Regions from separate parts of the Mus musculus genome. Here regions 1, 3 and 4 are each linked to region 2. A link is a contact called in public Hi-C and HiChIP or PLAC-seq data. All regions are on one chromosome and are shown on one strand. Each heading gives the region's core, a stretch centred on a gene start, on an enhancer-like site or on the middle of the called end of the contact. The rest is flanking DNA. Distances are from core to core; before and after follow the strand shown. Region 1 overlaps Gm4319 (predicted gene 4319). Region 2 overlaps Gm30160 (a long non-coding RNA gene). Region 3 has its middle 53 kb from the start of Gm4319. Region 4 has its middle 19 kb from the start of Gm4319.

Region 1 (6,591 bases), core at 3,451-5,950, 350 kb before region 2:
GCTATAATCTTGATCATCACCTCAACCAGGCTCAGCAGCTCTTAGGGGTCAGTGAAGGACAGGTTTGGCAGTGTCTGCGAGAGACTTTCCAGAAAAATTTGTCACATGGAAGAACAACTAAGCTGGAAAGACCCACCCTGAATGTAGTCAGTGCTGGTCCTTTGCTGGGGGTCTGGGGCAGAGTGTTCTTGTTTGCGTGTGAAATGCCCACCACAGGCTCAGGAGCTGAGGCTTGGTCTCCAGCTAGTGATGCTATTTGAAGAGGTCATGAGAACTTTGGGAGGAGGTCACAGGACATATGCCTTTTAAGCTAATCACTGATCCTAGGACCTATGTCTCTCTGTCTTCTGTCTGCCATAAGTCAAAGATGCACCTCCACTGCACATTCCCACAATCTACTTGTTCTGCACAAATACATGGAACCAACTAACCATGGATTGAATCTCCAGAAACCAGGATCCAAAATAAATCCTTCCTCCTTAAACTATAGAAGCTGTCAGGCATTTTGGTCATAACTGCCTAAAAGCTAATTTTTAAAACCATGTCCCACTTCCAATGCTAAGAATAAGAGGATTTAGTTTTCATTTAGGTACCTCAAATTGTGTATTAATTAGAGGAGAATCAAACAACAACAACAACAACAACAACCAACAAAAACCCTAGAAGCAATGGGTTAGGAAGTTGCCTTGAAATATTTGTAGCTGAAAGGTATTTCAGGATTCATGACCCACCTCCATCTCACAGACACCAGCATGTTTGCCCGAGGATCAGATATAAGCAGAACACCATAAAAACAGGAATAAATTGCGTGACTGAAGCTGTCTTTTTTGCTCATCAGATTCACCGGAGCAAGGTGCAGATTGCAACAGAATAACAGGAAAAGTGTAGTTTCTTTTTCAGGAATTTATGACAGGAAAGGAGCAGAGACCAACACAAAGGAGAAAATACACAATGCAAGGAGAGATGTTCGTAGTGGAGTTTGAAGAGCCTGGGTTCCCAGGGCAGTCTGGGGAAGGGGGGTGGTGATGCTGCTGACAAAGAAGTGAGCAAGCAGATGCTCAGAGGGAGGGAGGAGGAGTCAGGGGAGCCCATGTAATAGACAGAGAACAGACCGCAGAGAAGACCCAGGGCTGACCCCACATCAACCACCATCATGTTCACAGGTCCGGGCTCTCTCCATTTGTAAAACGGGGGTATTCTGGCTATGTTAACAATTTTTGTGGATCAGATGTGAGTTGTGCATGGGAAAGTATCCCACAGAGGGCTCAAACAGTTACTTCTAGCAAACAGCAGTGAGTTTGAATCCAGAGGCAGAATGGTCAAGGTACAAGCAGATGCTGAGTCCCAGAAGCTTAGGAACCTAGGACACAGCATTGAGTGTGGGTGATGCTGGGAGATGTGCGGGGACGAAGAGGCAACACTTGCAAGCAGCCTTTCAAATAAGGCATGTCTTGGAGGAAAGCAATGTTTGAGTAGAAACTCCCAAGAAGCTAGACTATGGTTACTTGAAGCCAACCAGGACCATATACATATCTATATATATACAAATGTGGTCAATTCTTATTGGATAGGTGCTGGAGATGTCTTAGGAAAACTACTGGCCTGGCCCAACTATAAACACTGAGGTGTGTTGGATGGACAGCATCCCACGTGTAGATCCTCTTTCTGGGAAGAATATAACCCTGCATGCATGCTTGGTTTGCTTTTGAGATGTTTCTAAGCCATGGAAGCCCTTGTGATTATGTGTGGAAGCTGTGAAGGGCAGCGGGTGGAATCTTGGACTATTTTGGGTAGCTGCAACATGTTTTAAATTCTTTCCTTAAGGTTTGGCCTCCATAATCCACCTTGTATTATCTCAAAAGAGAGTTGCTCTCATTTCATGTCAGGAGGTATAGAGTGAAGCCGTGTGTAGATATATAAGCATTAGAAGACGCTTTTCCTCAGAGAGAGATGCTGTTCTCCTTAACTTATCCAGCCTATTCCCTCATGATATCAATAGTCTCTCTTTCTTTCTTGGCTATCTTTCATTAGATGTGTTTTTCAAGAGACTCAAGTCACTTGATATTGAAGAATTGTTGGGTTTACAAGAGAGAGAGTTCTGAAATATATCGATGAGGGAAGGGTTTTCATAACCGTTGAATATTGCTCCTACAATGACTGTCAAAACAACTCACAAGGCTTGTTGTATTCCTTCTTCATATTTCATATGGGTAGTAAAGAGGGGCAAAAAGGACATGAGATCAAACCATTGCCATGTTTATAGGTTTAGGCTATATACATGTTATTCCCAGGGTGAGAACTTGATAAAGTTTTCAAGTTGTAGGGGCCTCCCCTGGAAAAGAAAAACACCAAGATCTCTCATCAAAGTTTAAAACCATCCTTTACTGTTTTTGAAGGATGGAGGACCAACATGGACCCAACACATGTGACTGGTAGGTCCCTCACAAAATGGTCATGTATCTGTCTATATCCTACACATATCCTTTACTATAGTTTAGATTAAAAACTAAGTTATGTATTTATTTATTTGTATTTATACATGTGTGTGTGGGTACCTACAGAGGCTGAAAGAAGGTGCCGGAATTCCTGGAGCCAGAGTTAACAGGCAGTTGTGAGCCACCTAGTGTGGGTGCTAGGAACCAAACTCAGGTCATCTGCAAGGGAAACACTCATTCTCACTGGCTGAGCCGTCTCTCATCCCCTTCCTGTGTCATTTAAATCATCTCCGCTTTATTTATAATTCTTAGTACAATGTATATGCTATGCAAATAGTTATTATACTGAGCTGTTTGGAGAACAATGATAAGGAAGGTGTCCATACTCGTTCAGTGCAATGCAGTTTTCCCCACCCCAATACTTTTGATTCACAGTTGGTTGAGTCACTGGATGTTCACAGGGGTCTGACTGGTTTTCGTATCTGTCTTTCAGATGGTTGCAGCTTTAAACCGGCTGAAAATTTGAGAATGCAACCTTGGGCCCAGCCTGCTACCTTAAAAAATGTTATGGCCATTGACTGAGTGTAATGAAGCCCAGCTGTTGTGGTTTCTTCGCTGCTAGTTCTAATAGTGGCCGTGGAGCTATAAATCAAGGCCTCTTTTGAGACACGGAGGAAAGAAAGTGTCTGGGTCCTCTCTTGATACCTGCACCGCACTGTGGTGCAAAGTGAAACTCACCAACTCAGGTGGCCAAAACAAGCAGATGTTTAGCCGGCTAAGTGTAAAGCGTTGGGGAAATGACTTTATGGGCCTTTGGCTGAGATGCTTCCATTTGAATGTCATACACAGGAAGTCATCAGGTAGTGGAATAATATAAACAGACCTTACCTCATGAAGTGATTTATTTTGGATTGCTGGCAGCAGCAACAGCCTCTAGCACAAAGAAACATAAGGACTTACTTCTTTTATTTGAGAGATTTTTTTTTTCCCCAACTGGTAAGGGCTGCCTGTAATGAAGAAATGGGGACACTGCTTTCTTAATTACAGCACGTATTCATCATCAGAGGGGCAAGGTTCACTAGTGGCAGAAACAATTCCCAAAGCACTTGTAGCGCTATGATCTCTTCAGCCTCTCCGATAACCTGTGGAAGAAGGGATCAATGTCTGTAGCGAATATGTGGAGAAACTGAGGCATCACAGGCCAGCCAATGAGCCTGACCAAAGCCACAACATGGTAAAAACAGAGGGACAGAAATTGCAGTTGTCTTCTAAGATGGAAGCTCTTTCTCCTCTGTTTTATTGTAGTAGGTGGGGAATGAGGTGATCTTAGATGGTGACCAACACAAGAAGATGCAACAGTTTTGGCTCTGTCTTAGTCTAACTTAGAAGGTGATAGGGTCTAATGGCACAATGACTGATATAGCTTGACTCTGGTTAAACTTAAATTGTAGAGCTGTCCTACCTAGATTCCAGCTCTCGGTGAGCCACTTATATGTGATCATTTCATCTCTAATCTCAGCCTCAGTTTCCTCCTAGGCTGTGACGGGGTTGACAGGAGTCTTGCCTTATTGGGACAGTTGTGAAGATTCAGTGAGGTAGCATTTGCAAAATACTCAGAACCTGCCTGGTACATTGTAAGAGATCTGTAAGTTTGTTAAGTAAAAACTAAAACTAGTTTATTGATTCTGTTATTTTGTGGGTACATTGAATTCAGGAAAGGTAAAGTAGGGACTTCTGAAAAAAATGAATGAGAATAGTTTTGCAGTAAGACAGATATCATGGTGGAAGTCGTGTGGAGGGAAGAGCCCTAGACTGTGCTCTGCCTTCCCAGAAGGGAAGGAGTCAGAGATCATCAGCCTGTATCCAGACACTTCTTGTATACATCTCACCTCCAATTTTTAAATAAAAACCCTGTCTTTTCAGTTCTTTAAGTCAATAGTGTACGTATGAACGCTCCCTTTAACAAGATGAACAGCTTCAGTCAGCTCGCCCAACCCCAGGACCAGAAAGTCACCTTGGTTTTTCGCTCTGCTTATTTTAGTCAGAAACCAGCTCTGACCCAGGGTGTTGGAGGGAAGGGATTTGGGGAATCTGGGACAAGGTGGGGACTGATCAATTGCAAAAGCCAGACACTGTGGCCATAAAAAGGAGACAGGAGGGAGAAATGCCGCAAAGCGAGTCATCATGTTTCCACACCGGACGGTTACCTCATTGAGACAGAGAGGAACAAGATCTGCTGATAGGGTCATTCCTATCTGTCAGATGGCAGGAGGAAATGAATACGCCATTTGGAGGCTTCTTGGAGAAATGTTTCATTGTACTCTGCTCCTCACTGGACTGAAGTCTTTGTTCTGGTAAAAAAAAAAAAATAAAAAAAAAAATCACATAATCGAATCCTGGTCTTGTTTATCTGAGTTCAAGCTCCCCTGGTGAGCTCTTTCACAACTTTTCGGTTTTGCCACCACACTCCACATAAATGTACATTCTGTCCCAATGTCACTAATTAACTGAATTGAGAATCACAGGAAAAGTTACTAGACTAACGTGGCTTCTTCCTTGATAGCATGGATGTCTTAGGCCCTGGGCTAGAAGCCACATGAGCCCCAGGGCCCTTGGTCCTTTGGGTGAGTAGGAAGCTTCAAGCTCTCACGTGGCCACTGTAGAGAGCTGAGACTAAGGGTAAGAACTGACTTGACTCACACTACCCGTCTCAGATAGTTCCTCCTTTAGCCACTCTGGGGTCACTAAGAGTCCATAAGTGCCGGTAGAAAGGGCTTCTGGTCAACCCAAGCAGAAGTTCAATTTGATGGAATATTTAGAAATAGCTGAAACAACTAAAAAAAAAAATAACCAAATCCTATACTGGAAGGAGAAAATTGAGGCAATTCCAGAAGTCTACATCAAGAAGATCTGATATTTAGACTATTTGCTATACTCTATGTGGTCTAAACTCTGGACACAAGTGAATTCATCACCTTGGAATGGTGGTGTGAGATAGTTACCATTATTATCTCGAGGTAAAAGAGTTATCCTATTCAAATTCCCATGACACATGACGATTTGACCTCTGCTTAACTGTTACTATGGAAGCCAGTCATGAATATATTGTCAACCCGGGTGCTAGGCAACATTGCTTATGGTGAGGCTGACACCAGATTGTGAACTGTTTCTAGACTAGGAGCACAGAAATCTGTGTTAGAAAGCTACATTTTTTGGCTTTTTTTTTTTTAACACTTGGACCTGGCAATGCCCTTATTATGGGGGGTGGGGGTGGGGGAGGGGGAACGACGACCTGAAAGTTATGCTTATGCATTTGTTGCAAGGACTGCTACCAGGTCTTTGTGGAGAGTAGAAGGCACGAGGATTATTAAGCCGAAGAAATTCCTGGCTGGTATAAATTTTAACTCTTTAAACTTGAATCTGTGCTGACTATGGCAAGGACTCCTATGTGGCAGAATGTCTGATAGGCTTCCAAATAAACTAATAATGCCCGGAGTGGAGTCTGTTGCTGTCCTGCAAGTTTGAGTATTGATTTGAACCCAAGACAGCACTGATGAGTATTGGATATTGCTTTTAACTGAGACAGGGTGATGAAAACCTTCTGTAACTCATGGTCACACAGATGACAAATGATAGAGCTGTATTCAACCTTGGGCAGGTTGCCTCTTAAACGCTTCACCAGTTTCCACAGGGCACAGCTTTCTGGAGGAATTTGCCCTACTTATTTTAGCTCATGGGTCTCACAGCTCCATGTGCAAATTCCTGGGGCCTTAAAAACAATGAGTGTCACTGTTGCTGAGGTCAGACAGGACTTCAAGACAGATGACTAATGGACAGTAACCTCTCCATGCATTTCCTGTTTTGACGGCTGTTATTATTGAACATATATCACTAACAGGAGCCGCCAGGTGGTCAGATCTCATAAATTCCCCTGCCAGATGTTAAAGCCTTCGTTCATTCACTCTTCCTCTCCATCACCCATTTAACAGCATTTTGAGAAATCTGACAATGAAATGACTTGGCAGTATGTCATGTGATGTCAGGCAGCAAAGGCAGCCTTGGATGCAACTGCTAAGTAATGGAAGCCTTCAGTGGTTAGAGATGCAGGTGTAATTCATGGGGAATAGTTAGAGACAACTGGGGGAGATTGAGGCTC
Region 2 (6,539 bases), core at 641-3,140:
CGTTCACCCTCCCTCATCTGCTTCCCTAGTCACCATAGCTAATTAGAGAGAGGCACACACATATCAAAGAAAGACAGTGGCAATGGTTGCTATGGACACAGACAAACATTTTGTCATCCTACCCTATGGAAGCATCATGGAAATTGATCCTATTCTTTGGAAACATGTTTTCGGAGCATTATATAATATAAGGCAGCTCTAAAATATGTCTAGAGAGTAAGTCAGGTCAAATGAAAAATAAAAACATACAGAAAAAATGGAGAGAAGCGGGTGCTTTAAAAAAATACAATGTCAATATTTCCAATATTTACATGTGATTCACGATGGTTCCCACTATCCTGAGGTAGACTCACGTTGCTCTGCCAGATCCCCACTGTCCAGCCCCAGGGCTCTTTTCTCCTTGCTGAACTGAACCTCTGTGCCCACATTCTCCTTTCCCTCCTCCGATCTCTCACAATCACCATGATACATTCTTTTCTACAATTTCCCTTACTCTATCCATATGCTTCAAATAAGTGAAATCACAGAGTATTTATAATCACATAGTATTTGTAATTGGCTTATTTTGCTCAGGTCTATCTTCCCTCTGCCCATACGTGCCCCCCCCCCCCAAGGACAGGATTTCCGTTTTCTAAAGGTTGATTGGGGCTCTCAGTATCACAGTGAATATGTAGAACACACAGTTTATCCTGTCTTTGCAGGTGGACATGAGTCACTCCCACCTTCTGACTGTTTGATTCACGCTGCTATAATATACAGATCTCTCTTTGATAGCTATCCAGGCTTTGGATGCCTATGCCAAAAAGGGAAACATAATATCATACATTAATATTTTCTTTTCTTTTTTTATTTTTGGAAACAACCATGCTGTTGCCCTGAGCAAGATCTCCATAATAATTTTTATTTTTCTTGTTTGCACATTCACTCACTCATTCATTTAGTCAGTTTGCAGTAATTGGGATTGAATCCTTTTTTTCTTGTTTGCATGTTCAGTCAGTCAGTCAGTTAGTCAGCCAGTCAATCAGTCAGTTTAAAGTACCAGGGATTGGACTCGGGGATTCCCACATCTTAGCACGTACTCAACCACTAACCTATGTTCCCTAGACTTTTTTCTATTTTCCACTTTGAGTCAGAGTCTCACCAAGTTGTCCAGGCTGACCTGGAACTTATCATCCTCCTCCTCAGCCTCTCAAACAGCAGCAATGACAGAAATACTCCACCAGGCCAGATATGATTTTGTTTTATTATGGAAGCCAAACTAGTGAGTATGAGCCCACATTCCCTTGACATTCCATGATGTTTGCCATGATCTTTTAGGCTAGCATTCTCTGATTACCAAAAAACCTCTAGAGAAATGTCTGTTTAAGTCCTTTGCCTATTTTCCCATCTGGATAGTATTGATTAGTGTTATATTGTTACAATTATTGTTATATAGTCTGAACATCGATGCCCTGATGATATGCCCTTGACACAGAAGCATAGCAACTATTCACCTTTTAAATATTCTATCCTAAGCATTTTTCTTCTTGAATAACTATTATTATAATGTTAAATCAGTACTCTTAATAAAATCACAACTTAGAGATTTCTTTACAAAAGCTGATAAGATTTACCAACATCATTAAGGCAAGAAAATAAACAGGAGTCCTTCTCTCCCCAGTGAGGCCATGGTGTTTACACAGTCGCTGGAGAGCAGTGTGGTAAACCCTTGGGAAGCCTGGGGGATTATTTCGGACCAGATTAAATGCCCCTTGCAAGACAGTCTTCCAGAAGAAAAAAAAAAGCATGCGAGATAAGGGTCATTTCTGTGAGCGATAGGGGAGTCTGTCTAAACGCAGGCCTTGCCAAGGGGTAATTCACTCTCTAAATATTTTTCACACAGACTCACAGTGACTCACGGATCTGGGAGCAGGGAGAAGGAAAAAATCTGGAGAAGCTTAACAGACGTACCTTTTTCATATTTCTGAGCTGAGCTGGTAAACCTGACATGTTTGCCTATGTGGGCGTTTGATTCTATGAAAGATATTTTTGTTTTATGAAGCGGGGGTAATGGGGATGGGTACCTTATTTCTAATGAATATGACACCCACTATATCTAACATCATATATATTTCCTTAAGAGAAGAAATGAACTACAGATTTATAATTGCAGTCCTTCTTTTTTGCATTTTGGACACAGATTCTCACTATATAACCTAGAATTCATTGTAGAGAGCAGTCTGGCTTTGAGCTTGTGGCCATCCTCCTGCTTCAGCCTCCTGAGGACTCGTAAGTCCAGCTGTAATCAGTTTTTCAACACTTGAGTTCTGTGTTGCTCTCTTTTCAGTTGATGAAGGTAAGAGGGTTGTCTTGAACCGTTGCTTCATTTCTCTTGAGCTGTGGTCCATGGTACTGGTGTCTCCCATTAGCTGGCTGAGTTCTGTCCAGTTAGACATCAAGAACAGATGAGCCTCTCCTCACCTACTGTTGGTAGACCCTGGCCCATGAATGCTGGGGGCTTAGGAACTAGAACAACAGGCTTGGGAGTTTGCATCTCATCTTGAGAGGTAGAGACCAGGATTTAGATGCCCGATGTCTATAGCTGTAGACACTTTGGTTGGAAGCTCTGTGTTCTAGGCTTTGACCACCAGTAGCCACAGCACTTGGCAGCTATTGTAATCCTTGGCTTCCAACAGCAATGGCAACAGCAGGAAATAGGAGATGGTACCTGCTAATATTATAGCTCCTGAATGGGTCGCACCTGTTGAGACCCTCAGCTCCTATAGTGGCTAGGGCCACAGCTCTCAAGCCTAGATTTTTGGAATCATTTGGGCCATCATTATATGATAACAGGTAAGGAACCAAAATATAAAATAAGCATCACAATGACACCTTAATCCCTTTGTAAGACTCCCCACTTCCCATTGCTCCTCAGGTGATATGTGTGTGTGTGTGTGTGTGTGTGTGTGTGTGTGTGTGTGTATCATACACAACTTTGATCATCAGAAAAAAAAACTTGAAACTATATCTGTTATCAAAATACCTCCCACCCCCCAAATTCTAACATGTATCCAACACTTTGTATGTCCTGAGTAGTTTATAGTGTGGGTCTTTGGCTTGGAGTTTTAGGTAAGACATCCAAGATCATATAAGGGGCAGGACTCAAGTGCTTACTTTTTGTCAGACACTAATTGCATAGATGAATTTGCCCCCCAAGAAAACTGACAGGTAATTATTTTTATTCCCAATCTACAAGTGAGGGAATTGAAGTTCAGAGGGTTTGAACAGCTCCTCAAGGTTACGGTTCTGTTGTAAATCATAGTCAGACCTGGAGATTTCAAAGCTGAGCCTTCTCTTCCATTCTATGGTGTTAATTTGATAGGGCCCAACAGACAGGACAACAAACAAAATTATTGTCCTTCTGTTTTGAAGGCTGAAACGTTAAGGTTGAGTGTAACGTGGGAGCTTAGTTTCACCTGAAGCCCCTCACATTGTTAAACAGGAAGCCCCTCAATACCCTTACACGGCCTCTCCTCTCTGCCCACACATTTGTCAAATAAATCTTAATTTAACCATAATTATATCTTTAAAGATCCTATCTCAATTTTATCATACTTTTAAGTGCTGGGCATTGAGACTTCAACACACAAAGTTGATAAGGAGAAAGTCATGTCCTAATAACCTCCTATGAAAGTCATAATGCAGCTCTCTTATAGATTATCTTTTAGTTCAGGCTGCTACCTGTCCCAAGGACTATAAGCTTCCTAATCTATGTGTGAGTAGAATTCCAACATGCTTCCCTCATTGTAGAAAGAGTAATTTGAAATGGATGAAACTACAGGCAGGAAGGTATCAAAGATGGTGTGACTGGGCACAAAAGATAATGGTCATGTGTAACTTTAATTTTTTCAAAGTCTACTTTTAATGGTAGTTCTTAAATGCTTTAACCTTCCTTTTAGCCCACTACTCACCACAGGTAGTAGAAAAGAAAGGATATGAGGGAAGTGAACCTGTTTAGAAAGGTTCTTTGGAGCAACTCCCATCTGGGTTGTCTGGAAATTGGTAGTTCAAATCTCAGGACAACAGCAGCAGCTTGATCCACTCACAAACATTTCAAGGATATATCAGCAGTCCAGTTGGGTAGACTCGGGATAACAAACACAAATCAGCAGCAGTGACACTGCCTAGCAGAGACAGCCAAGCCTCAGCCTCAGCAGGAGTCAGCAGAAGGGACCAGAAGGAACGCCAGAAGTTCTCAGCTGTGCCTCTCTCAGAAATGAAGATCAGCAAAGACATGAGACCAACAACCGTTGCACAGCAAGGTTAGCTGAGCCTCTGTCACTGTCTGTCAAGTCCTTTCTAAACTCGCTCCAAAACATCATGTGTCCTCCACAGGTCTTACCTCAGCATGTGTCTTGTCTCAGCACGTGAATTTGTCTCAGCTGACATTATTCTGCCAATCAACAATCAGCCCAAGGACTGTGAGGACTCAGCAAGCACATTACCAGAAGTTTTTCCATGTGTTTCTCTCTATAGAGTCCCAACAAATGCAGCTCAACTATGCAGTGTAAGGCAGACCAATACATGTATGTCAGTAGCAAGGAATTCTTCATCATGTGACCTTTCCCGTGCTTCCTTTCACCTGTGTCTGCTTCAGCTAAATGTTCCTTCACAAGTCTTTCACCTGTGTCCAGTTCAATGAAACACCCCAGCAAAACACCATCCAACACAACCGACTTTCCAAAGAATCCTCAAGTTTTCACTCCAATCATGTCCATCTCTCCTATGGATTCTTATTCTCAGTTATCAGAAAGAACTATGGGAATTCAAGGGCTGATTCTTGCTCTGTGCTCTGAAAAGCTGAGTCTGTGGCCCGGAACCCTAGGTGAGGTAATGCATTAGGGAGGTCTGTGCCCTCAAGACCTACCACCTCCTCCTACCACCACATCCTGTGAGGGGGATGTGGCTGAGTCAGACTAAGTTGGGAATCAGCCCAGAACTTTTGGAATATGAAGTTCAACATGAGAAATTAAAATAATCTTCTACATTCATTTTTACTCTGAATCTATGTTGATTCTAAATGTATGATTCATTCATAATAAAGCCAGATCCTCTGATTACATGGCTATTGAGCTACCAAAGGGAAAAAGTATTATACATACACTCTTAGCATATTCTCTTTTATGTGTTTTTTGGCAGATGTAGCAAAAATATAAGAAATCCAATTTTCTCTCCACACATATACATTATATAAACACGTAGTGATTCACACATATATAAGCCACTGCACATATATATTATGAAACATGATTTTAAAATAATTGATGATTAAGATTTTCAGGTGATATAGACTCAGAATTGTTTAGAGCACGAGCTTTGAAATCCAAACTGTCCGGAGACATTATTTCATTCTTTTCTCCTTTGCTCATTGTAAACTTGAGCTAATATGTAAATTACAAACAGTCTTCTAAAATCAAGGGGAATGCCAACAAAATTATGTAGCTAATGAAAAGGCCAATGTGGTTTTTGTTTTTTATTTGTTTGCTTTTAAGTTGCCTTACCAAATTGGCCTATTGTGAGAATATTTGTTGATATAATACAAATCAGTTTGAAAGGACTTGGGAAAGATTTCAAGGGGAAAGCTTGACTTGCTGCAATGTATCTAGATGAACCAAATAGTTGATGTCATTGTCCATTTCTCATTGAAGACAGAATCCTGTGGTTGAGTACATGATCTCATGCCAGCAAATCATTGTTTCCAGCCCTGGACTAATCAAGTCTCCAGTGTAGACATTGTGCCCATTTTGTTCCTCCTGTGGTGCTAGGGTCACAAAGGAAGAACGTGTCCTTCAGTTTTATAGTTTATAGTTTCTGGTTGTCATAGTTTGTCCTTGAACCTCAGGACTTCTCAGAACATTTGCTTCAGATTCCTGTTTTAGGTGACTTGATTGAAGCCTGTAGTTAGTTTCCTGCCTTTAGCATCCTGCCTGGAGGTAATCTTGAAGCAAGAAGCCCAATCACAAGCATGAAAACAGGTAGGTAAGTGTGACAACAGCTCAGGTAACTTGCTGGTTGTGATGTGTTGGGTGACTTTTTCTGGGGAGACAAAGAAACATCTATTCACCCCAGACACTGAGGGAAAGAATAGACTAAAGAAAGAACTCTGTCTGAAACCAGCTTGAGAACCAATGAATTTAATGAGATCACTTAAAGAAGGATGGACAATTCAGAGGTAGCTACACCATTGTGAAGCCCCCACACCAGCAATGTCAAACTCAAGGGAAGCTGTACCACAGACCAAAATTCCACTCCTCAGAGAACCGTTTACCTCTCATAGAATCTCTGGGTGGGTCTCATGAAACTCTCATGATCTTCTGAGCCTTGGGAGATTCCACCTCCCTCCATGATAGAAGGAAAATAAACTTGATCACAAAGGTCTCCTCAGCTGCTTTGCATCAAGACAGCAAGGCTTCTGTCCAAGCCAGAGGGAAGAGCGACACTGCATTAGTTTATGTAAACAGCAAAGCTCAGCATTAGTAATGACCACTAATGGTGGAGGA
Region 3 (6,762 bases), core at 2,207-4,706, 320 kb before region 2:
TTTCAGAGGGAACCAGTGACTAGACGGTTTGATTAGTCTTTCCAAGAATCAAGGCCTTGTGTCCTGGGTCATGAATGCGGTCCCTTTTCTGTGCCATGACTACTTCGCTTGTGGATTTGGTGACAATGTCTAGATTTTTGTCAGTAAACCCATTACACTTAGGATAACAGAGGCTGGGTGGCCAAGAAGTAGAAAGAAGGTAGCTGCTGATAGCATTCCAGTAGAAAGTGATGACACTCAGGTATGGGTTTTTCAGAAGGGTTAATGTGTTTCTGTAGCTTATTAGTTTCAGATAGAAAGGAAGCGTTGTAAAGACTCAAATATACAGGAAAGCTCCACAGCTAGGATTCTTGTGGAACCTTGTGGTACTGCTGCTTCTTAGTGCCATTGCTTTGTGGGTAAGCTCAAGCTTTTGTTTGACTGGCTCAGGGCATTCAAGCAGAGGTCGCCTTGCATTTACAGCCAAAGATTTGTCTGTGACTCTCTCTAGCTCATGACCCGAGCCTGCTACTTGTCACAAAGTAGTCACTTTGTGCCTTCGACTTATCTTGATTGCAATTTAGACATGAGCCTTAGTATCTTAGAGAGTGGTGTCTGTGTCTCTACTCTAAATAAAGACCTTCATTTGATCCTTCTGTTATAATCTGGTACCCCAGGTGGTGTTTCAGTAGAGTGAGTTTATGTGTCAGAAATTGAGTAGATTTTTCAATTAAAGTGGTAATGAGGCTGCATGTGAGCTTGGCAGACAAGGTGCCTGGGGCAGAATAATGGGACCAGACATGTACCCGTCATCTAAAGACAATATTTATTCTATTTTTATTTATATGTGTCTCTGTGTGTAGATGCGCATATATATAAGGATGCCTTCAGAGAACAGAAGAGGACATCTGGTCCCTTTTGAGCAGCCTAACATGGGTGCTGGGAATTGAACTCAGGTCCTCTGCAAGGACAGTGGGTGCTCTGACTGCTGAGCAATCTCTCCAGCATCAATTAAAAATTATTTGTTATTTAAGTCTGCATGTGTTTTCATGGTGTAGTGTGTGGACATGTGTGTCCACCTGTGGAGGTCAGAGGTCAACTTTGTGGAGTTGATCCTTTCTTCCACCTTTATGTATGTTCCAGAGATCAAACTCAGGCTTGTGTGGCAAGTATGAATCTTAATCCCTGGAAAGTGTGATTATTTTCTGTTACATAGAAAGAGGAAATGAAGCGGCTAGTGGAATTAAGGCTGCTAACAGGCTGACCTAAAAGCAGAAATATTGTGGGTCTGCAGCAACTACAAGTGTTCTTGTAAGTGAAAGTCCTTGTCCTTGTAAGTCACTGGAGATGTCAGAGAGGTGCTATTGGTGGCTTAGAGAGGAGGTTGAAGGAGACTGAGAAGCAAATATATAAGCAAAGAGTCTCTAGAAAATGCTAGGGACATATTCCATAGAGTTTCCAGAGAGCAACCCAGCCCCAAGACCTCTAGATTCTAACCCCATGAGACTCATTTCAGACCACCAGAACCATAAGACAATAAATTATAAATCTATGTTGCCTTCAACCACTAAGCTTGTTGCAATTTATTAGAGTAGCAACAGGAAACTAACACAGTGTCCAATAAAATTTACAAGAGAATTTTCAGGTGAAATTGTATCAATTCTGCACCATTTTCTTTTCTTCTTCTTCTTCTTCTTCTTCTTCTTCTTCTTCTTCTTCTTCTTCTTCTTCTTCTTTTAAGATTTATTTATTTTATGTGTATGAGTACTCTGTAGCTGTACAGATGGTTGTGAGCCATCTGTTCCTGGGAACTGAACTCAGGACCTCTGCTCACTCTGCCCCCCCCCCACTATTTTCTAATCCTCTGAGAGGCCCTGGCCATTTGGAGCATCCCATAAAAGGGAACTGATACCCAATTTGAAATACTGTATCTTCTTTTATCCTTTCAGGATAAATAATTATTTCTTTAGCCCAGTGGTTCTCACCCTTCTTAATGCTGCGACCCTTTAATACAGCTTCTTGTGTTGTGGTAACCCCTGACCATGAAATTATTTTTATTGTTACTTCATAACTGTAATTTTGCTACTGTTGTGAATTGCAAAGTAAATGTTTTTGGAAAGAGAGGTTTGTCAAAGGGGTCATGGCCCACAGGTTGGGAACCAATGCTTTTATCTCACTATATTTTAGTCAAATGTTGACACCTAATTGTATAAATTATTTAAAGATGATTGGGGGCTGTGTGTCAAGAAACTGACTTCCTTAATTTTCTACATATAGTTGAATCCAGTTTGATTCTCTTGTGGGTTCTTGCCCAGTCATAATAGGGATGTTGAATGGGTTCTAAGATGTGTGTGGAAAGTGGGAAAGTTCCTGGTCACTCTACCATGGTGGTCTGCTCTGTGGTGGATTCTTGGCTAAACCTACAGGTCTATTTAAAGGCAGGTGGCCCTGCCAGCAACTCCGTTTCTTTATGACGTGTTTAGCTACCAAAGCCCTTGCTGAGGCTCTCTACATATAGCACCTAGTAGTGCTTTTCTTATTTGCTAATAGATCCACCCTTCCCCAAGAACCAACCTGTCATTGCAGGTGGACTGCTATTGTGATCATGCACTGGTCTCATATCTTCATTCCATTTCACCTTTCCATCTGACTTCTCTGTTGCAGAGACTATTCCATGCTCAGAGCAGTTGGATACCCCATCTATCTCCCCCTTTCTTAGATGGTCTCTTAATTCTCTCAGTGTATTTAGACCAAGGGTGGAAAACTGACCCAGTGATCGTATTCATTGACGTGGCCTTTTGTTTTTCTTTGGTATTCATGGTTATGTCTTATATAGAATTTAAAATTGGAATACGTTGCTACAGTTTCTAATGAAGATTTTTTTTCAAATGACGATTTCATTTGACTATGCCTAGGGTTATTGAGATCTCAGCAGATACAACAAGGTGGGACTTTTATTCTTCCAGGCTATAGCTGGCTTGGGCCGAGCGTATGGCTAACATTTCTTTTCCTCATCTTCACACTCCCAGCATCCTGTTTTATCTTCATTACTGAGGCTAAGATCAGTCACCTGCTGTCATATATTGAACTTGCTTTGCTTTTTTTTCTAGTCTCCACAGATCCGACAATTTATAAACTATGGTCTGAATTTTAGTATGCCCAAATAACCTCTCTCCCCCTTTCTCCCCTGTCTCTCTTTCTCAACTTCAGCCTCCCCTTGTATGAGTGTGTGTGTGTTTAAATTCAGCCATACAAAGTTTCCACTGAAATATACAGAAAGCTCAGATACGTAAGCAAAGACCTGGCTACCAGCCTGGTAAGGAATTGAAAGATAACAGGACAGGGTAGCTTGTGTTCTGTGGAGGGCTTAGCAGGAATAACAAAGTCCAGGTGCTTTGCAGTGGTCGTCATGCTGTGTGATGTTATCAGAGAGCTATTTCAACTGACTATGACTCCTCTGATGATGAGGAAATGCCTAACTCATTGTGTGGCTTGCTGAGCCCGTGGCCATGCTTGCTGAATGAGTAACTGGAGTGAATGAGGAAGCCCTAGGTCTCTCCATGGTAGAGGAATAAGATGTGGGCATCGTGACCATAGTTAGAAATCTTCTGCGAGTCAAAATTATGTCCAATTATACTGAATTGATTCTGATTTCTATAAAAACAGCCTCAAAGTGTTGTATTATAACCCATTAAAACAAAGGTACAGCATGATTTAAATCAATTTGTGAAATTTATGAACCAGAAGATTTTTTTTATATTTATTTAGTGTGTGTGTGTGTATTTTCTGTGAATTCTCTCTTACTGTGTGATGGCTACTTTTATAAATTAACTTGACTGTGATAAGGGATACCCAGATACTAGGTAAAACCTTGTTTATGGGTATGTCTATGAGGGTGTTTTCAGAAGGGACCAGTTCTTGAATTGCTATGCTGAATGAAGATAGATCTGTATTAAGAGATTCATGGAAGGACCAAAGAGAAGAAAATGTCAGAGGATGAAATAGTTCCCACCTCCCTCTCCTTTTGCTGGGGAGTAGGACATCAACATTTAGGCTTTTTGATGTTTGTTTGTTTTGTTTTCCCATTCTGTGACTTATGCCAGCAATTCTACTTCTCTCATTTGTACATGACATGTTCTGCAGTGTCTGGGCTTCAATATGATATAATCCAATTCTCAGAATAAAAGCATATCCTATTGACTCTGTTTGCCTGGAGGACTCAGACTGATACACTGCCTAATTGATGTGAGCTAGTCTGGGTCTGTTCTTGTATTTCACACAATGGAAATTACAGAGTATGTACTTTTCTGTGGGTTTTTTTTTTTTTTTCTACAGAGGTTGGCAGATGTCTTATGTAAAGAACTCGATAGTGATGTTTTTGTCCTTGGCTTTGTAGTTCTGGTCTCTCAACTCTTAGGGCTGCTGCTATATAGCAAGCGCAGAAAATATGGAAATGAGTGGGCGTGGTCAGATTCCAATAGTGCTTTCTTTAAAGTAGATGGTGAACTAGATTGGGCCTGTGAACTGCAGACTGCCAAAACTTGCCCCAGAATAATATTTTTACTATTTATCAAGGTTGTTTTTTGCATTAGTAGTTTATTCTTCTTATTACAGAGAATTATTTTTGTTATGGTATGAATATACCACAACTTGTTTACCCATTCTCCTATTGATGGACATTTGGCTTGCATCCAATTTATGATAATTACGAATAGGGCTGCTATAAACATTCCTGTATGAGTCTTTATGAGAATGCATGTTTTTGTTTCTCTTGGCTAAGAACCTAGACGAGGGATTGCTGCATCACAGGGTGGATGGGTAGACAGCCTGAAAGAGCTGAGAGCTGAGAAGCAGTTTTCCTTAGAGATTGTGTCATGTGCCACTCTCATTAGCAGTGTGTGAGAGCGAGTGGCTCTGTCCTTGCCAACCATTTTGATGCGATTAGTCTTTTGTTTTCAGTCATCCTGGTAGTTCAGCCTCTCTTTGAATCAAGCTCTCTGTCCATAAGGATCACATCTCAGTTTGGCATTTCCTACACTACACCCTTTCTAGTGCCAACTCTTTCCCATTGTGCTTAGTTTATATCTGTCTTTGGATGCCTGGGAATCTTTCAGGCTACTCTGAACCATTGCTCCTGTTTGTCACTAAACATATTACCTTACTTTGGTTTCCCTGCCTAAGTGACATTTCTCTAAACTAATCTTCATCTGAACATATTACAGGATAATCTTACAACTAGAAGCTGGCCACACCACCTTCCATTTTCTGTCTTCTTTTTCCCCTTTGAGACTTTTATTCCTAAATTCAGTGCATGTGTGTCCGTATTCATCAGGGTTCTTTAGTGATATATATATATATATATATATATATATATATATAGAGAGAGAGAGAGAGAGAGAGAGAGAGATGGGGGAGGGGTGTTATTAAATAGCTTATAGGCTGTGGTCCAGCTAATCCAAAAATGACTGCATATGAAGGAAAGTTCCAAGAACCCAGTAATTGTTCCGTCCATGAGATGGGTGTTTCAACTGGTCTTCAGTATAGCTGGAATCCCAAAGAAGTAGGTTTTAATGTCAGTGAAGGAATGGACTTGCTAAGGAGTGAGATAAGGAGGTGAGAACAAGCAAGCAAAGAACAAAATCTTTCTTCTTACATGTCCTTTACATAGGCTTCCAGCAGAAGGTATGGCCCAGATTAGAGGTAGGTTTTCTCAGCTCAAAAGATCTAGATTAAAGGTGTGTCTTCCTACCTCAAAGGTATGGATTGGAAGAAGATCTTCTCACTTCAAATTAAGCAAAAATCTCTCACAGGTGTGTCACTCCACTTTTACGGTTTTATTTAATTCTAGATGTAGTCAGTTGACAACCGAAAATAGCATCACGGTATCCAAACTAATCTGGGTACAGATAGAGCTCATAACTTTCCAGAAAGAGCTTTCTCCATATGTTTATCACTTCTGGAAATAACCTTTAACCTAGTGTCCCACTCCCTTTAAAAGAATGGAATCTCAGCTGTAATTTCTCTGAAGCCAAAGACACATCCTCACTTAATTTCATTACTACACACACCACTAAGAGCTGCTTTCTGAAAGAGAGTTTTCTTAGACAACAGAAAAGAAGAAGAAGAAAAAGTAAGAATGTTCCAGGGACGTAGGCAGTGCTTGTAGGTATGGTTGACTGAAAAGCCATGGAGACTGTAGGATGGAAGGAGATAAGAGTCTTGCATGGTGAGGGCTAGATGCCCTTTCTTCAACCATACCAAATGTCTCTCCACATGTCTCTCAATTATGGCATGCTAAATTATCTCCATCAGCTTTCTTTCTTGATTCTTTTTTTTTTCTTATCTTTTAAAACATTTCTTTCTCCTACTCAGGATTAAATAAACGTAGCTATAAAGGAAGATTTCAGTCAATTGTCCAGTGGCCCTGTTACTTACTGACTGCTGCTATCCAACCAAACACCTCTCTTAAACTATGTCCAGGATTGTTCTTGGACACATTAGTTCTATGTGCAATGCATTTATTCTCTTCTTTACTTTAGAAAAAAAAATCCACTGTCAAATGTATACACTGCAGAGTTAAACCTGGGAATGCTATTTGCTAATCAACCTGGACAGTATGCTATACTAAAACAATAAATCTGTGGTGCTGGTGGAGGGGTGAAAAAAATGTTGTGTAATAAGATGGAAAAGAGAGAAAGCAAGCCAGTCGGCTAGTCAGCCAGCAAACACGAATGCATTAGAATTGTTAGACACTTGGCAAGCTGGAATAGTATTTTAAAATAT
Region 4 (6,850 bases), core at 716-3,215, 390 kb before region 2:
TCATGTGTGATGAGCCCCCCAACCATAAAGATATTTTTGTTGCTATTCATAACTGCAATTTTGCTATTGTTATGAATCATAATGTAAATATCTGTGTTCTCTAATGGTCTTAGGCAACCCCTGTGAAAGGGTTTAGCCCCCAATGGGGTCTCACAGGCTGAGATCCACTGGGCTAAATCATTGTTTAAGGAGTGTGATAGCTGAATGGAGGTGTGTGAGTGAGTCTCCAGCCATGATAGTTACATTAGGCTGTTTTACATTAACATTTTATGACTAGTTAATTAATGAATTTTTACTTATAAACTTCTTTGAGTTTAAAAGTCTATATCTTAATAGTTTACTCCAAGATAATTCTGGATTTTGAGATTCCACAGTAAGGATTCTAGAGCCCAGATGGATACTCAAAATTAACCTGCTCAGGGACTAGGTGACTTCCTAGAATTCTGGGAATTGTAGTTCATGGAAAATAATGGCTCATAGAAAAATACAGTGGCCTATAGCTTTGCCCTTATAAACAAACTCCTGCAACATGGCCATTCTCAGCTGGGGAATTCAAGGGAATGGTCCTGACTAAAGTCCATCTCTTGGTCAGGATTTAGTATTTAATAAACTTGCTTCAAATTTAGCCCAAATGGAAAAATCAATTAGCCCAAATGAAAAAAACCTGGAAAAATCAATTTAAGGACAAGTGGCTTTGTTTTGCTTAGGAGTTGAGACTCTAGTCCATTTTGGTGGGGAAGTATGGTGGCAGGAGGGTGAAGTGGCTGGTGGCTGGGCATGCTATATCTGCAGCCAGGAGGCAAAAGAGAGATGGTTGCCGGCTCTCAGCCCACTCTCTCAGTTTTTTCCTTGGTCTGAGATCCAAGACCCTTGGATAATGTAGCCCACACTCAGTAGGTCCTCTCTCTCCAGTTAATTCCCCATAGGTATGCCCACAGGTATTACTTGTAGGGGTTCTGAATCCAGTAAGGTTGACAGTCAGGATTAGTCCATGTGTTGTGTATTCCACACTACTCACTTTGCCTAATGTGGACCCAGTCCAGAGATTACTTCTTCAAACTCAAATAGCTAACGAATAACTGCGACATATTTTATCTCAAGTTCTTTTCCCTTCATCATAGTGTCTTCTCCTGATGGCACAAGCATGTCTTTGCTACATTGTATAATTTGAACCCAATATGTTATACTTCAAGTCATGAATAAGTATATTTCTACTATATTTATGTCAGAAATATGTTACAGGAGCTTTTAGAAGAAGTTGTTTCTTTTCTTTTCTTTCTTTCTTTTTTTTTTTAGATTTATTTTATTTATTATATGTAAGTACAGACACCAGAAGAGGGAGTCAGGTCTTGTTACAGATGGCTGTGAGCTACCATGTGGTTGCTGGAATTTGAACTCATGACCTCCAAAAGAGTTGTCAGTGCTCTTAACTGCTGAGCCATCTCTCCAGCCCCCTAGAAGGAGTTTAAAGGTGGAGGTGTGGACATCCACAGTGAGTTGTGAAGGAACTGGAGAAATTTTGTTTAGAGACTGCTTTTGAAACTTTACAGCAATTTCCAAGCTGACCTGTCTTGATAAATTTAGTTTAACACATAAAAAACAAGGTTGGAAGACACTTAACTTTAACTCTGAAGTGTCACAGAAATTGCTCACCCCCTTGAGCCTTCTGTTGATCTTGATCAAAAATCAGAGGCCAAGGATGCAGTGTTGTGGTCCACAAGTCGCTCCACAAACCACGCAAACACCAATCTCAGTCAGACAAGGATAGTTTATGGAATGCACGCCCTAAGACTGATCAGATGAGAATTATCTGAGCTACAACAACAAACACTTCTCAGGGCAGGCTTATAAAGGAAAACCCCACAAAAACCATAGGTTTTTCCAAAGGTTTCCTACACAGGGGCAGGAAGTGTCCAGTCATCAGCGCCGACACAAGACATTTTGGCTAGCTAGACCGCAGAGTTATAACTGACCTTTATTCTGATTGGCTCTGTGGCTGTGGAATTTCTTAAGATTAACAAACCTCAGAACATACAGAACATAACAGGGGATACGGTCAGCATGACCTATCCTGAGTCAGTTATTTTTCTGTGGCAATGACTGGCAGGCATATTACAGCAACAAGGTGAAATAGCTGGCAGGCATGGAACAAAATGGCTACAGCTCTGCTGGGGTGGGGGTGGGCACAGACCTCAACACAGAGAAGGGTGTAGCAGAATGGCAGAGTGCAGAGTCTCTCAGCTGCATCCCGGGGGTCTCAAGTGAGCAGAGCTGTAACAAGATGGGGAATTTGCATAACTTTTGTGACTGATTTCTTCAACTGTCAAGAGGAGGAAGGTAGTCTGAAGGGAGTATTGCAAGAAATATGTAGTATATGAGGCATATATGTGTGCATGCACACACACACACATATATGTGTGTGTGTGTATATATATATATATATATATATATATATATATATATATATATATATATCAGTGATTATCAATGCCTGCACACATAGGCAAATACATACACACACCTACAAACAAGCACACACATGCAATCACACGAACACACACACACACACACACACACACACACACACACACACACACACACACGAAGGCTGCCTAGAGTTCAGATAAACCACAATGTTTCAGCTATGAAGAGTAGCTTCTAGACTATTTTCATAATCCCGGCAAGTTAGTTTTAAATGCTGGGTTTGGGGGTCAGGTAGTTTTAGGTTTCTGGTGATACTCAATATAAGAAAACATGAATGAATGAATGAATAAATGAATGAATGAATGGTTATAGAGAAAATTGCATTACACCATGCTTTAGGACTATGTCACAGGTGAAGCTGAAAGGCAAAAGGTTAGAGGGTTGGTTCTTGGTTCTCCCTGAGAACTAGACTGGCACCGTCAGTAGGTGAGGAGTCCTCGGGAGGAGCCAGGAAGGTCTGTGGTCTCTCAGAAGAGTGGCAAAGCTTGTTTCTGTTTTTAAAAGTAACTCTATTTGGCCAGGCATGGTGGCACAGGTGTTTAATTCCAACACATGAGAGGCAGGGGCAAGAGGATCTCTGTGAGTTTGAGGCCAGCCTGGTCTACATAGTGAGTTCTAGGACAATGAGGGTTATGTAGAGAGACCTTGTCGTAAACAAACAAACATCAAAAACAAAACAAAAACCCTTGCTTATTTGGTCTGTGTGTGTGTCTCTACATGTCACAACATGCACGTGGAGGTCAGAGGACAACCTATGAGAATCTTGTTCTTCTGCCATGTGGGTCCTGGGGATTGTGCTAAGGCTCGATGGAAGTGAGCACGTTTACAACTGGATCCTCTCTCTGGCCCCGAGGACATTTCTTAAAGGATCCAATGAATACTCACTGAGAGGTGGTTCTTTCAGCAAATAGGCGGGTATTCCAGGGCAGCACCTTTGTGCCTGTCCACGAGAAGATTGTCTTCTCATGGAAAACCACTGCTGCTCTGTCTGCCGTGTGTAGCCTTTTGGGTTAACTAAGCTATGTCTTTACTGCAGTGCTGTGTATCCCTTGTCCAGTGCCCTTCTCTTGATTGTCACCGAAAGAAGTCAGATCCAAATTTAAAATGTTTACCCCCGGAGGTCCTAGAAACCCCAGAGGTTCAGAAAACAGGGAGGTGGGCTGGGTGTGACCCGAGGAGAGTAAGGGGAGGAAGATGAGCGATAGATAGAAGGGGAGATGAGCAGAAATGAGGAAAAGGTGTTTGGGTGCGTGTGTGTGTGTGTGTGTGTGTGTGTGTGTGAGTGAGTGTGTGTGTGTGTGTGTGTGTGTGTGCATGTGTGTGTGTGTGTGTGTGTGTGGCTTGGAAGGCCTAGTAACTGGGTGCCTAGTGTTCTATGCTAGAGTTCCTTCAATAGCACAGTTACACCTTATTAATGTTATCTATTTGAACATTATCATTGCAAATAATATTTCACTCCTCCCCTCCCCAAATCATTGGAAAAGACTAGGGGTAGATACCTCAGTACAAGAGTGTCTAGCATATACTAGGCTCTAGGTTGAATTCCAAGTACCACAAGTAGTCGAAGACATCTCTGCTCTAAAAATCATTGGCACACACTCCATTTATAGCTTTAATAGGTAGTTAGATAGTTTTCAGTTTAAGTAGTTCCCTGCAGAATTCACTATTCACCAGAGAGTTAAGAGTAGTGGGAAAAGATTGAAAGCAAATCCAGAATTTTTTTTTTTTTTAAAATGGACACCATCTAAATTTTACCATGTAAAAAACATCGTTAGCAAACAAACAAACCTACAAACCCACAGAGAACCTCTCTCCTCCAGGGACCCTTAGGCACTCAGTGTAGCCCTTAGGAAGAGGGGCTGAGGGGGTTCTCACCCCCCCACCCCTACACCACCCCCTCTTGCACCGAGGTTGTGTGATTCCAGGTCTCTCCGGAGCAATCTGTGCCTTTATCTGCGAACATCTGTAGAAACAACAGCATAAGGGCTTAAGTGAACACGCATGGGAATCTCAGGCAGTTGACAAATGAAGCTGATTTGCATTTTACAATAAACAACGGATCCTCCTTGCACGCGGAAGAGCAGTGCAGGATTCTGATTGAGCACTAGGTGTCGCTGTTGACCCATTCTGTTGTCTGGCAAGTCCGCCTTTGTCCTTAACACTACCAGAACAGTTAATTTCCCTTTCTTTTCTCTCCTTCCCTTCTTTTTTCTTCTCGCCCCTTTCCACCTTTCTTCCATTTTCTACTTCTATTGTAATCCTTCTTTAAAATTTATTTTTAATATATGATTTTATTTTGAGGTTATAACATAATCACATATTTCCTCTCAACACCCATATGTACTTTTGTTCTCTCTCAAATTTACAGCTTATTTAAAAAATTATGGTTGGGCTGGCAAGATGGCTCAGCGGGTAAGAGAACTGATTGCTCTTCCGAAGGTCCTGAGTTCAAATCCCAGCAACCACATGGTGGCTCACAACCACCTGTAATGAGATCTGACGCCCTCTTCTGGTGTGTCTGAAGACAGTCACAGTGTACTTATTTATAGTAAATAAATCTTTGGGCTAGAGCAGGCAGGGACTGAGCAATCAGAGTTGACCAGAGTGAGCAGAGGTCCTAAATTCAATTCCAAACAACCACAGGAAGGCTCACAACCATCCGTACAGCTACAGTGTGCTCATATACATAAAATAGATAAAATAAATCTTAAAAAATTTTAAAAAATTATTGTTATATATGTATATTTTGTATGTATATATTTCTAACTATGTAAATATAAAGTGCTAAGTTTGTATAATGTTTTTATTATAATGTTAATATATATATATATATATATACACACACACACACATATATATATAATTGTATACACACACACACCCACCATTTCAAGGCTGGCCACTTGGTTTTGTATAACCAGTCACAGAGCTCTTCCCTAGGTAGGTTACTTCTCACACTCTCATTATTCCTTAATTGCTTACAGGTTGGAGCCTCGTGAGACTTCCTCCTTCCTGGTTAGCAGGCCTATTGCCCTCATCCTTGTTCAAGTCTTGCTTAGGCAGCCATGACTATGAGACCCCATGGGTCTAGTTTCTCTGACATTTCTGAGAGACACAATCTCACAGCAAACTTCCTGTTTGCTCTGGCTTTGACAATCTTTCCTTTCTCTTCCATGGCGATCCCGGAGGCTAAGGCGGAGGGGTTGTGCTGTAGTTGAATCTGATGGGACTGGACACGACATGATCTCTTGATGAGCTGTGGTTTCCTCTAACAGTCTCCATCTGTTTCAAGAAGTTCCGTGGAGGAGGAGTGAGGATGCATTTACTCATGGGTGTAAGGACACCTGTTTAGAATGTAGTTAGAGACTGTGCTAGTAAAAGAGGTTTAATAAAGAGGTGGTTGCAGGTTCTCCTCCAAGATCCATGGTTTCACTAATCTGGGTAGTTGGCTTGGTTCCCAGTAGCAGACCTGGCTTCCCTCTTGTTGAGCCGGCTTGAAGTCCAATTAGAGAGCTGTTAGTTACTATCAATTTATTCGAGCCACCACTGTACCCTTAGGGCTATCGTGCCTTGCTGGGCATTGTTGTGGTTCACGGGCTTCATGGCTGGGGAGGACTACTGGTTGCTTCCATCCTTTGGAAGCTTGAATGGCACCTCCTGGTATCATAAAAGCTAGTCCTGGAGGGTGGGGGGTGGGGGCTGGGGGGAGCATTCAGGTCAGTTCCAGCTCAGGGGCCTCTGGGCCCAGTGTCACCTTCCACCTCTGGGAACCAGCCAAGGGCAACGGCAATAGCCCGCTATGTTTTGGGAATCTCTTGGATGCCCTTGACCAGCAACTTGAAAAGGAGAGTCTCATGTCTGGTGTTGGAGTCTTGTTAGATAGCCTATAGATTTTGTGGGGAATATTGTTAAACCCAGATGGGAAATTTTCATTTAAACTGTTCATGTCTATACAGACTTACATTATTTTATATAATTTTAGGTAGATAAATAATAATATGATTTCTTCTGACTTTGTTTCAGGCATCCTTACTGTTGTTATTATAATTTTACTTATTCTTGAAAATTTCACACATTTATGTATATAATGAAATATGATAATATCCACTTCCCTGCTCCCATCCTCTCCTTCAGACTCCTTCCCCAAGGACAAGGTTTTAAAAGCTTGAGTTAATACACACATTTTTATTTTTCTCCATTGACTTAGTTTAAAATTTTGTGATACATTTTAAAGGTTATCTCTTCTGGGGACCATTTATCAATTGACATCAAGAAGAAAGATGAAAGGTGGAGAGGTTTTCCTGAGGGTGATTTGGAATCAGAAGTTTATAATTATGAAGACTTCCAGGCCTCCAAGTTTCTGCTA

The links. A called contact is a pair of places that touch in the nucleus more often than the background predicts. HiChIP or PLAC-seq counts read pairs in DNA pulled down with a chosen protein or histone mark.
Region 1: a Hi-C map of the C2C12 cell line shows a contact between it and region 2, with 2.9 times the contacts expected there. The contact joins two enhancer-like sites. A contact is called at or near these places in 8 of 484 Hi-C or Micro-C datasets (the C2C12 cell line, MC3T3-E1-derived osteoblasts, adipose-derived mesenchymal stem cells and 5 more) and 2 of 115 datasets of contacts at active chromatin or transcription factors (embryonic stem cells and pancreatic cancer cells).
Region 3: a FOXA1 HiChIP or PLAC-seq map of pancreatic cancer cells shows a contact between it and region 2. The contact joins two enhancer-like sites. A contact is called at or near these places in 1 of 15 datasets of contacts at CTCF or cohesin (the NIH/3T3 cell line), 3 of 484 Hi-C or Micro-C datasets (cortical neurons and embryonic fibroblasts), 4 of 115 datasets of contacts at active chromatin or transcription factors (the NIH/3T3 cell line, embryonic fibroblasts, embryonic stem cells and 1 more) and 1 of 9 other capture datasets (embryonic stem cells).
Region 4: an H3K27ac HiChIP or PLAC-seq map of the NIH/3T3 cell line shows a contact between it and region 2, with 3 times the contacts expected there. The contact joins two enhancer-like sites. A contact is called at or near these places in 2 of 115 datasets of contacts at active chromatin or transcription factors (the NIH/3T3 cell line and embryonic stem cells).

Annotation. Positions count from the first base shown.
Region 1 is chr1:72,105,355-72,111,945 of GRCm38.p6, reverse strand. Gm4319 (predicted gene 4319) reads left to right here. Exons shown (of 3, transcript NR_166632.1): 3 at 2,929-4,829. Among named protein-coding and RNA genes, the nearest start is that of Gm4319, 15 kb to the left of the region's middle. Within about 2 kb of position 4,700, at least 42 of the 459 cell types and tissues checked have an H3K27ac peak or open chromatin away from gene starts, as enhancers often do. A contact at or near this core is called in the C2C12 cell line, where this site is marked.
Region 2 is chr1:71,750,947-71,757,485 of GRCm38.p6, reverse strand. Gm30160 (a long non-coding RNA gene) reads right to left here. Exons shown (of 4, transcript XR_003947861.1): 3 at 6,308-6,539; 4 at 5,569-6,075. Among named protein-coding and RNA genes, the nearest start is that of Gm39660, 13 kb to the right of the region's middle. Within about 2 kb of position 1,890, at least 32 of the 459 cell types and tissues checked have an H3K27ac peak or open chromatin away from gene starts, as enhancers often do. A contact at or near this core is called in the C2C12 cell line, the NIH/3T3 cell line, embryonic fibroblasts and 1 more, where this site is marked.
Region 3 is chr1:72,067,340-72,074,101 of GRCm38.p6, reverse strand. No RefSeq gene overlaps it. Among named protein-coding and RNA genes, the nearest start is that of Gm4319, 53 kb to the left of the region's middle. Within about 2 kb of position 3,456, at least 49 of the 459 cell types and tissues checked have an H3K27ac peak or open chromatin away from gene starts, as enhancers often do. A contact at or near this core is called in the NIH/3T3 cell line, embryonic fibroblasts and pancreatic cancer cells, where this site is marked.
Region 4 is chr1:72,139,801-72,146,650 of GRCm38.p6, reverse strand. No RefSeq gene overlaps it. Among named protein-coding and RNA genes, the nearest start is that of Gm4319, 19 kb to the right of the region's middle. Within about 2 kb of position 1,965, at least 27 of the 459 cell types and tissues checked have an H3K27ac peak or open chromatin away from gene starts, as enhancers often do. A contact at or near this core is called in the NIH/3T3 cell line, where this site is marked.